2 separate regions of the Mus musculus genome follow, and region 1 is linked to region 2. Evidence: chromatin contacts called from public HiChIP or PLAC-seq data. All regions are on one chromosome and are shown on one strand. The core of a region is the stretch at or near the end of the contact, and the rest is flanking DNA. Distances in the headings are between cores, read along the strand shown. Region 1 has its middle 51 kb from the start of Gm34353. Region 2 overlaps Gm4258 (a long non-coding RNA gene).

Region 1 (3,498 bases), core at 845-3,344, 110 kb before region 2:
GGTATGAGTATCTTAAGTCAGCTAATAAAATACGACCCCTTAGAAAATGCCTTAGGAGTTGGGTTTTTCCCCACCCTTTAGGACTTGTTCAAAAACAAATATCTGATTAACTTCCATGCAATTACACATTAAGTGATTCCACCCCACCCAAATGATCACATGGTTCCGTCAAAATACAACACCTACTACAAATGTAATGCTCACCGGGTCAAAGAAACCCATTCAGTGACTTCATTACTGAGGAGACCTTTAACATTTTATTTGATGAGAAGCTGCATTTTATGGGTGAGATTATCTGTGTGTGTGTGGCTTTCCCTGGAAAGATAAAAAGAAATATCTATACATCCTAGTTAAAACCACAAACAGCACATTCTGATTACTTTAGTGAATCAGAATTTCTCAGGACAGCATAGGTGACTACAGGAAGCTGTCCTGCCAAGAGATCATATCACAGGTACTTGCTCACCTCTTCTATGGTGGAAATTTGAATTCTGGCAAAAGGGGGGACCTTGGAAGGAACTCCTAAGAGTCTTGTCACCTTTCATCCATATGATATCAGTGGTTCCAGTCTTAGGAGGCTTTCATAAGGCTCAGTCCAAAGGCTTTGCTGGACTTTTAGCTTAGCATAAGGCATAAGACTTCAAGAAGGAGTCTTCTGTCCAACCAGGAGAAGCATCCATTTTCAATAATCACTCACTTTGATAGAAGAAAGCTTCTAAGTACGTGAGAACTAAGGGGTGATAAGCAAAGAATGACTTCAATGTAGGATTAAGAAGAGAACCAGTTTGCACATTGGAAAGTTTTCATGTTGAGCTAGCCCATCACACAGTACAGCAGATATTTTAATCCCATCTCAATAGAAAAACATCTAATTTTAAAAATTATATATATTCATAATTCCAACTCAGGTGTGTGTATATATATGCATATATGTACATATACATATATATGGATATATACACATATATGTACGTATATGTACACACACATATACGTACATATACATATATGTACACACACGCGCGTGTGTGTATATATATATATATATACCTGAGTTGGAATTATGAACCCAAAAAGAAGCACTGATGTGTTCATTAAAAATGAAAGTATCATCTCATCTCTGAAAATCCTGTATTAAAGGACACTTAAAGATCACCGGGATCACAGCTGAGGGCTGATAAATGTACCACAGAGACCCTGGGTTTATTTACATACTTGTCTCACAGGTTTCATCAGGGACTATAGAGGATTTTTTTTTAGAGAGAGAGAAGAGGAGTTCTTGGAAGATGGTTAAAAATTTTTAAACAAATCTGACCTCACTAAATTATAAAATCTAAAATGTTGGAGAAAATAAATCTCTGAATTTCCCTAGGAAATGAGTCGTTACTGAGCTGGAGGCAAGATTCCAATCTCAGCTTAGGTGGAGGCAGAACAATTATCTGGGACATAATGACAAATGTTGGCTATTCTATCACATTCTGAGAATAAGTTTTTTTTTAATGAAACATAAAGTTGCATAAATGTTTATGCATAAGTATTCTAGACAGCAAGTAGACAACGTCAGCCCTGTTAGCATGTGATCATAGATATAAGATGAGCACATTGCATAATTATTTTAAACTTTTCCTACTGTACATGGGTTACCTGTAAACAAAACAAAGTATTATGCTTATTCAGTTTTTAAATTTGGATTTGAGTCTTGTTATTTAAATAGATGTTAACATACTTTAAAACACATTTTTAATTTCAAGATGAAATTATCACTTCAAATAATTTTCAAATGAATTCTATGGAAGGAGCTTTTCAAGTCCACAATAAGTACAATAAGATTGGACTTTTTGTCAAGAACACTTTGGAAATATATATTTCCTGCTGACTGAAGGCTGAATGAATATGTTAGAAATAATATTTGATTCTACTGGTCTATGCTTCTAGCTTAATTTCAAAGGACACGGAATAGTACGAATATACTCAGAGATAATCATGTAATGAAACTTTTTTTTTTTTTTTGCGCAGATATATTTGCTGTTCCTCGCCCCATGTAGAAAGCATAATGACCACCAGGGTGCGCTAAAACCTTTGCAATAGTTTCCTTCTGCTGGTGGGTGGGGCTTCTAAGTATTCCTTTGTATGGTGCTTTTTACGGGTGTGCATGCATATTGTGTCACTGATATTGCTGACAGGAATGGCACTCTAAAATAAACTAAGATTATTCCTGTGGGATGAAACACTTTAGCTTGAATTTTGTACAGTCTTCCCAAACAGGACCAGCATGGCATTTCCAATTATGTCTCATGGGAACCTACTGCTGGATCACTCTCTGACATGAGGCACCCAAGAGTGAGCGACACTTATGGCCAGTGTTTCCTCACATAGCTCTCCTATCTGTCATTACATACAATACTAGCCTCCCTGCAAAGTGTGTGTGTGTGTGTGTGTGTGTGTGTAAATGTGTTCAAGTGTGTGTATGTGTGCAAGAGTTCTGAGTGCTTCTGTGTATGTGAGTACAAACGTGTGGGTAAGTGTATGTGACTAGAAGTGTGTAAGTTTATGTGTGAGTGTGCCTGCAAGAGTGTGCATGTGTGTGAGTGTGTGTGTCAACACAGGTGTGCGTAAGAATGTCGGTGAGTGTGTTTGCAAATGTGTTCATGACAGTGTGTGTGATTCCCACACTAGATCGTCTTCTCTGACACAAATTTTGCAATGTTATATATATCAACCTCATTTATTTGTCAGTCTCAGGATTACATCAAGAGCAGTCTCTTGTCATGTGCCTCTTGACACTTTAAAACTTTATCAAGCCTTCCTTGCCAAAACCTTTAGGAACCTATGGAATGGCAGGTGGAGCACAGGGAAGACTATGGAGAGTCCTCTCTGGGTGGTTTTAGAAGCAGGAGAGTGACTTGGGTCAAAGTACAATAGTAAATAAGAATCGAGGGCAAGGCAGGCTTTGGAGAAGCGAGTGTTCATAAGTCTCTTTGTGTGCCACAATTTCCAATATGGTGTGACTTCTGGGGGGGAGGGGGGAGTGTCCCCATAACTGCTTCCAGGGGAGAACCCAGTTCTGTCTCATGCTGTGTTAGGGTTGTTTATTGTCTCTCTGGAGCCCCCAGTTTAACTCTGTTGGGCTGATGACCAACAGAAGTTCTGCCTCAACAGGCTGGCCGACAAGTCCTTTCAGAACTATCCAAGCATTAGACTTTTTTCCAGCTCAAATATCTCCACAGTTTAGAAAATAACAAAAAATGAGTGAAAATGAGGTGAGAAAATATTAATTGGTGACAGCTCCAGAATAGTGTTGAGGACATACCACACTGAAAACAACGCTCGTGTTTGCTCCGTTAACTCAGCCCTGCAGAACACTCTGGCACCCTGTTCATTTGCACTGCGATCCCGGTCTTCTGTGACCTTGCTGCTGCCTCTCCACTTTGGGGGTTGATCTTCTATGTGCCTCTGTTTCTTTGCCCTTATGTAAGAGGGAGGGCAGCGGTAGCATCT
Region 2 (3,292 bases), core at 476-2,975:
CACCCCAGTGCAGAAAGCATAGCTAATTGGTTTGGATCAGCAGGACATCTCCACTGAAGGTTTCGTTTTGTGCTGAAGTTCTGAGTTCTATATCGCACACCTTGTGTGAGTGCCCAGGTTGGTGAATCACCTTCTTGGGAAAAGCAAGCGACTGTGTAAGATTGCACTGCCCATTTTGATAGTGGAGGAAACACTGTTATCAATAAGACTTCATATATCATCTCCCTATATTTTCTAAAATCAGAAGGATGAGCAAAAACATACAGCCCAGTTTCTAAATGAAATGGATTATGATCAATGGTCACCTCTCAATGTGCTTTTAAAACCTCCTGATAGAACTGGAATACATTCTCATGTATATAATGTGACCCCCTCCCATAGGTATTCCCAGATCTCCCCAACTAAAGAAGCCATTCACAATATAATATAATTTTATTACATAAAATTAACCCTGGAGAAATGTGGCTGACAGAATTCTGGTTTAAGTGTTTTCTGTTTTATTTAGGTGCAACCTCAGTTTGCCAGATGTTTGTCCTGCATAGATAGCCAATAGCATCTGTAGGTGGAGACTGAGAACCACTGAAACGTTATTATGGCATCAAAGTGTTTACTTCAGTAAAGCAAAGGCTTTACTGAAGAGACAGCCATCTTTAAAACATTTCAATCAAACCATCTGTAGAAGAATAACACCCTGATTTCTTCAAAACACCTTAGGCTTGCATTCTTTACCATAGGAAAGTGTGGCAAGCTTTTTGGAACTACGGCACCCTACTTGCCAAATTTAAAAAATCTATACAAATTTCTGTGCTGATTCAAATATTAGCAAATTTTTTAAAAGAAATTAATTTTCTTAGGAAAACTAGTTAATTGGTTTAGGGTTAGAATTAAAATTTTAAGTCAAGAGTGGTGACTAATACCTACAGTCTTAACACTGAATACAGAGGCAGGAGGATGATCATGAGTTTGAGGCCAGTCTGTGCTGAAGACTAAGATGTCTCAAAAACAACAACAAAAGAATGTTAAAATCTTAATGTACACAATTATTTATTGGTGTGCTAAATATCTTGTTTTTTTTTAAATTATGGTAACCATGTCTTCCAGAATAAACTGTATTTCCTACAGAAACCTGCCAATACTTCTAAAGATGGGATGTATCGGTTGTCTGCCATGCCTCTTCTCTGTGCTCACAGAGCTACCAGTTCTCGTGGGGATATTTATAAATGAGAAAATGGGCTTTCATCTCACCCATTTTTTTTTTAACAAAACAAAACCAAAACCACAATACTGAAACGGAGGAAGGAATTCCCAAAGGTCTAACACAATTTATGCATGTACTTACCTTCCTGTTGTCTGGGCATCCTCGTGAGCAAATCAGAACTACAGGAAAGTGAGCAAACACCTTCAGAACAGGGAAGAAAGGTAAACAGAAGCTGCAGATGTGTCCCGAAGAAAATACTCAATTCTCAGCAGAATTCTGTTGATTATCATATGTATACAGATGTCAGAAGATCTGAGATTGACATCAGTTTGCTGTGTGAACAATATCCTCAGGCAATTTCAACACACACTCTTGTCTAGGTTGGATGGTAATTCCAGTTTACTGTATGTGTGTCTTGATAAGGGTATTTCTCCTCAAACATTTCTACACCATCCTCTCTGAGTGTGCAAACCTGTAATTAAGCTGATGGCACCCTCTAGCTAGTCTGATGACCTAGGAGGCAGTTTTAGGACTTCCTGCTTTCCACTTGATATGAGTCACAATGTACAATTTCTGTGCTTACTATCATTTCTAGGATTCTATTTAATTTTCTGAATATAAGGATATGGCTAAGTTATAAGCAGAGAACTGCAAGTGCACGCCAGAGCATGCACCGCTGCCTCTGGTCCACTGAGTATTCTTTTAGATGCAGTGTCTTCTTTGAGCTCTCAGCAGGGGCCAGAAGTCAGGGGCCTGGTAACTTATTTATCTTTTGTTTTGCTTTAAAGTAAAGAAGTGGAAGGAAGGAGAATCAAACATGGAACTGTCAAATCTAGGATCCAATCAACTGGGAAGCGGGGTCACAGGCATTGGGACTTGGGTACTGAGTGTGGAACGGATTCAGTGAGGACTTCTCCATCTTGCCACATAGCACATCCTGAGGAGTGGGGTCCTTCTCTGTGCAGTTTGCTCTTCCCGGCTCTGGTTCCAGTCTGCAGTCACCTGACTCCATGTATCCCCTGATTTTGTTACCACCACAGAAAGAGAAATTATAGCCTTCAAGCCTCCACTTTCTTTCTCTTAGCTATAGCCCTCAAGTTCCAATCTGTCTGCCCATTTAACACAGTTTCTTTGTTGTTGGTGTTTTGTTTTTTGTTTGTGTGTGTGTGTGGGGGGGGGTTGACTCAGAGTGTCAGGGTGGTTATACTAAAAACAAACAAACAACACATAGCAAAAACTACTGTAGCGTTGTGTGTACATTTTATACACAGAGAATTGTAAAGAGTCTTGAATTTTTGATGGGAGGAAAAAAGAAAGAAAAGAAAAACACCCTGGTGGGAACACAAAACAGCACAGAGAACACATAATCGTGACCCTCATAACTGAGATTGCCATGTGTCGTATTAAACGCCACCATTTACCTAGATGTCTTGCTTGATAGAGACAGTGAGATGCCTTACAGATTTTACACAAACACGTCATTCAAAGCCTTGCTGATCTATTTTCTTGTGTATGATGTTTGGTTGGGTCCTTCAAAGGGCTTCAAGGGTTACTTTTATATTTACAAAGACTGAAGATGAAAGCTGTTATTTGAATGCAGCTTTGCATTCGGTGGTACCAAGATGCTTATTAGAAGTGCCCTGATGAGACTGTGGAGTGGCACCTGTGTATCACTCTCCTCTAGTGTGTACTTAGGTGTTCTGGCTGCCTAAGAAGCAGCTTAGCTTTAATGAAAGGATAGTAAACAACATAAATTATAAAAGACATCTGCTAAGGAGATCAAGAAAGGGGAGGAGGAAAAATGTAGGTAATAAAAAGAGAAAGGGGGTGAGAGAGAGAAGAGAGGAGAAAGGAGAAAGAGAGAGGAGAGAGAGGGAGGAGAAAGAGAGGAGAGAGAAGGAGGAGAGAAAGAGGAAAGAGAGAGAGGAGAGAGAGAGAGAGAGAGAGAGAGAGAGAGAGAGAGAGAGAGAGAGAGAGAGAGAGAGAGAAATGCTGGAGTGTGTGTACATGGAGACACTGGGCAGAGAGGAAAGTCTGACAGGCAGAGAACAAAGTGTTTCCAGGGATCTCAAAGAAATGGTGAACCTTAATCAC

The links. HiChIP or PLAC-seq counts read pairs in DNA pulled down with a chosen protein or histone mark.
Region 1: a RAD21 HiChIP or PLAC-seq map of pro-B cells shows a contact between it and region 2, with 5 times the contacts expected there. The contact joins two enhancer-like sites. A contact is called at or near these places in 4 of 15 datasets of contacts at CTCF or cohesin (CD8 T cells, the NIH/3T3 cell line, large pre-B cells and 1 more), 58 of 484 Hi-C or Micro-C datasets (B cells, the BV-2 cell line, CD8 T cells and 32 more) and 9 of 115 datasets of contacts at active chromatin or transcription factors (CD8 T cells, the HPC-7 cell line, Th17 cells and 6 more).

What each region holds. Positions count from the first base shown.
Region 1 is chr1:138,043,322-138,046,819 of GRCm38.p6, reverse strand. No RefSeq gene overlaps it. Among named protein-coding and RNA genes, the nearest start is that of Gm34353, 51 kb to the right of the region's middle. Within about 2 kb of position 2,094, at least 18 of the 459 cell types and tissues checked have an H3K27ac peak or open chromatin away from gene starts, as enhancers often do. A contact at or near this core is called in pro-B cells, where this site is marked.
Region 2 is chr1:137,931,069-137,934,360 of GRCm38.p6, reverse strand. It overlaps Gm4258 (a long non-coding RNA gene), which reads right to left. Exons shown (of 3, transcript XR_003948014.1): 2 at 1,340-3,292. Among named protein-coding and RNA genes, the nearest start is that of Mir181a-1, 34 kb to the left of the region's middle. Within about 2 kb of position 1,725, at least 4 of the 459 cell types and tissues checked have an H3K27ac peak or open chromatin away from gene starts, as enhancers often do. A contact at or near this core is called in pro-B cells, where this site is marked.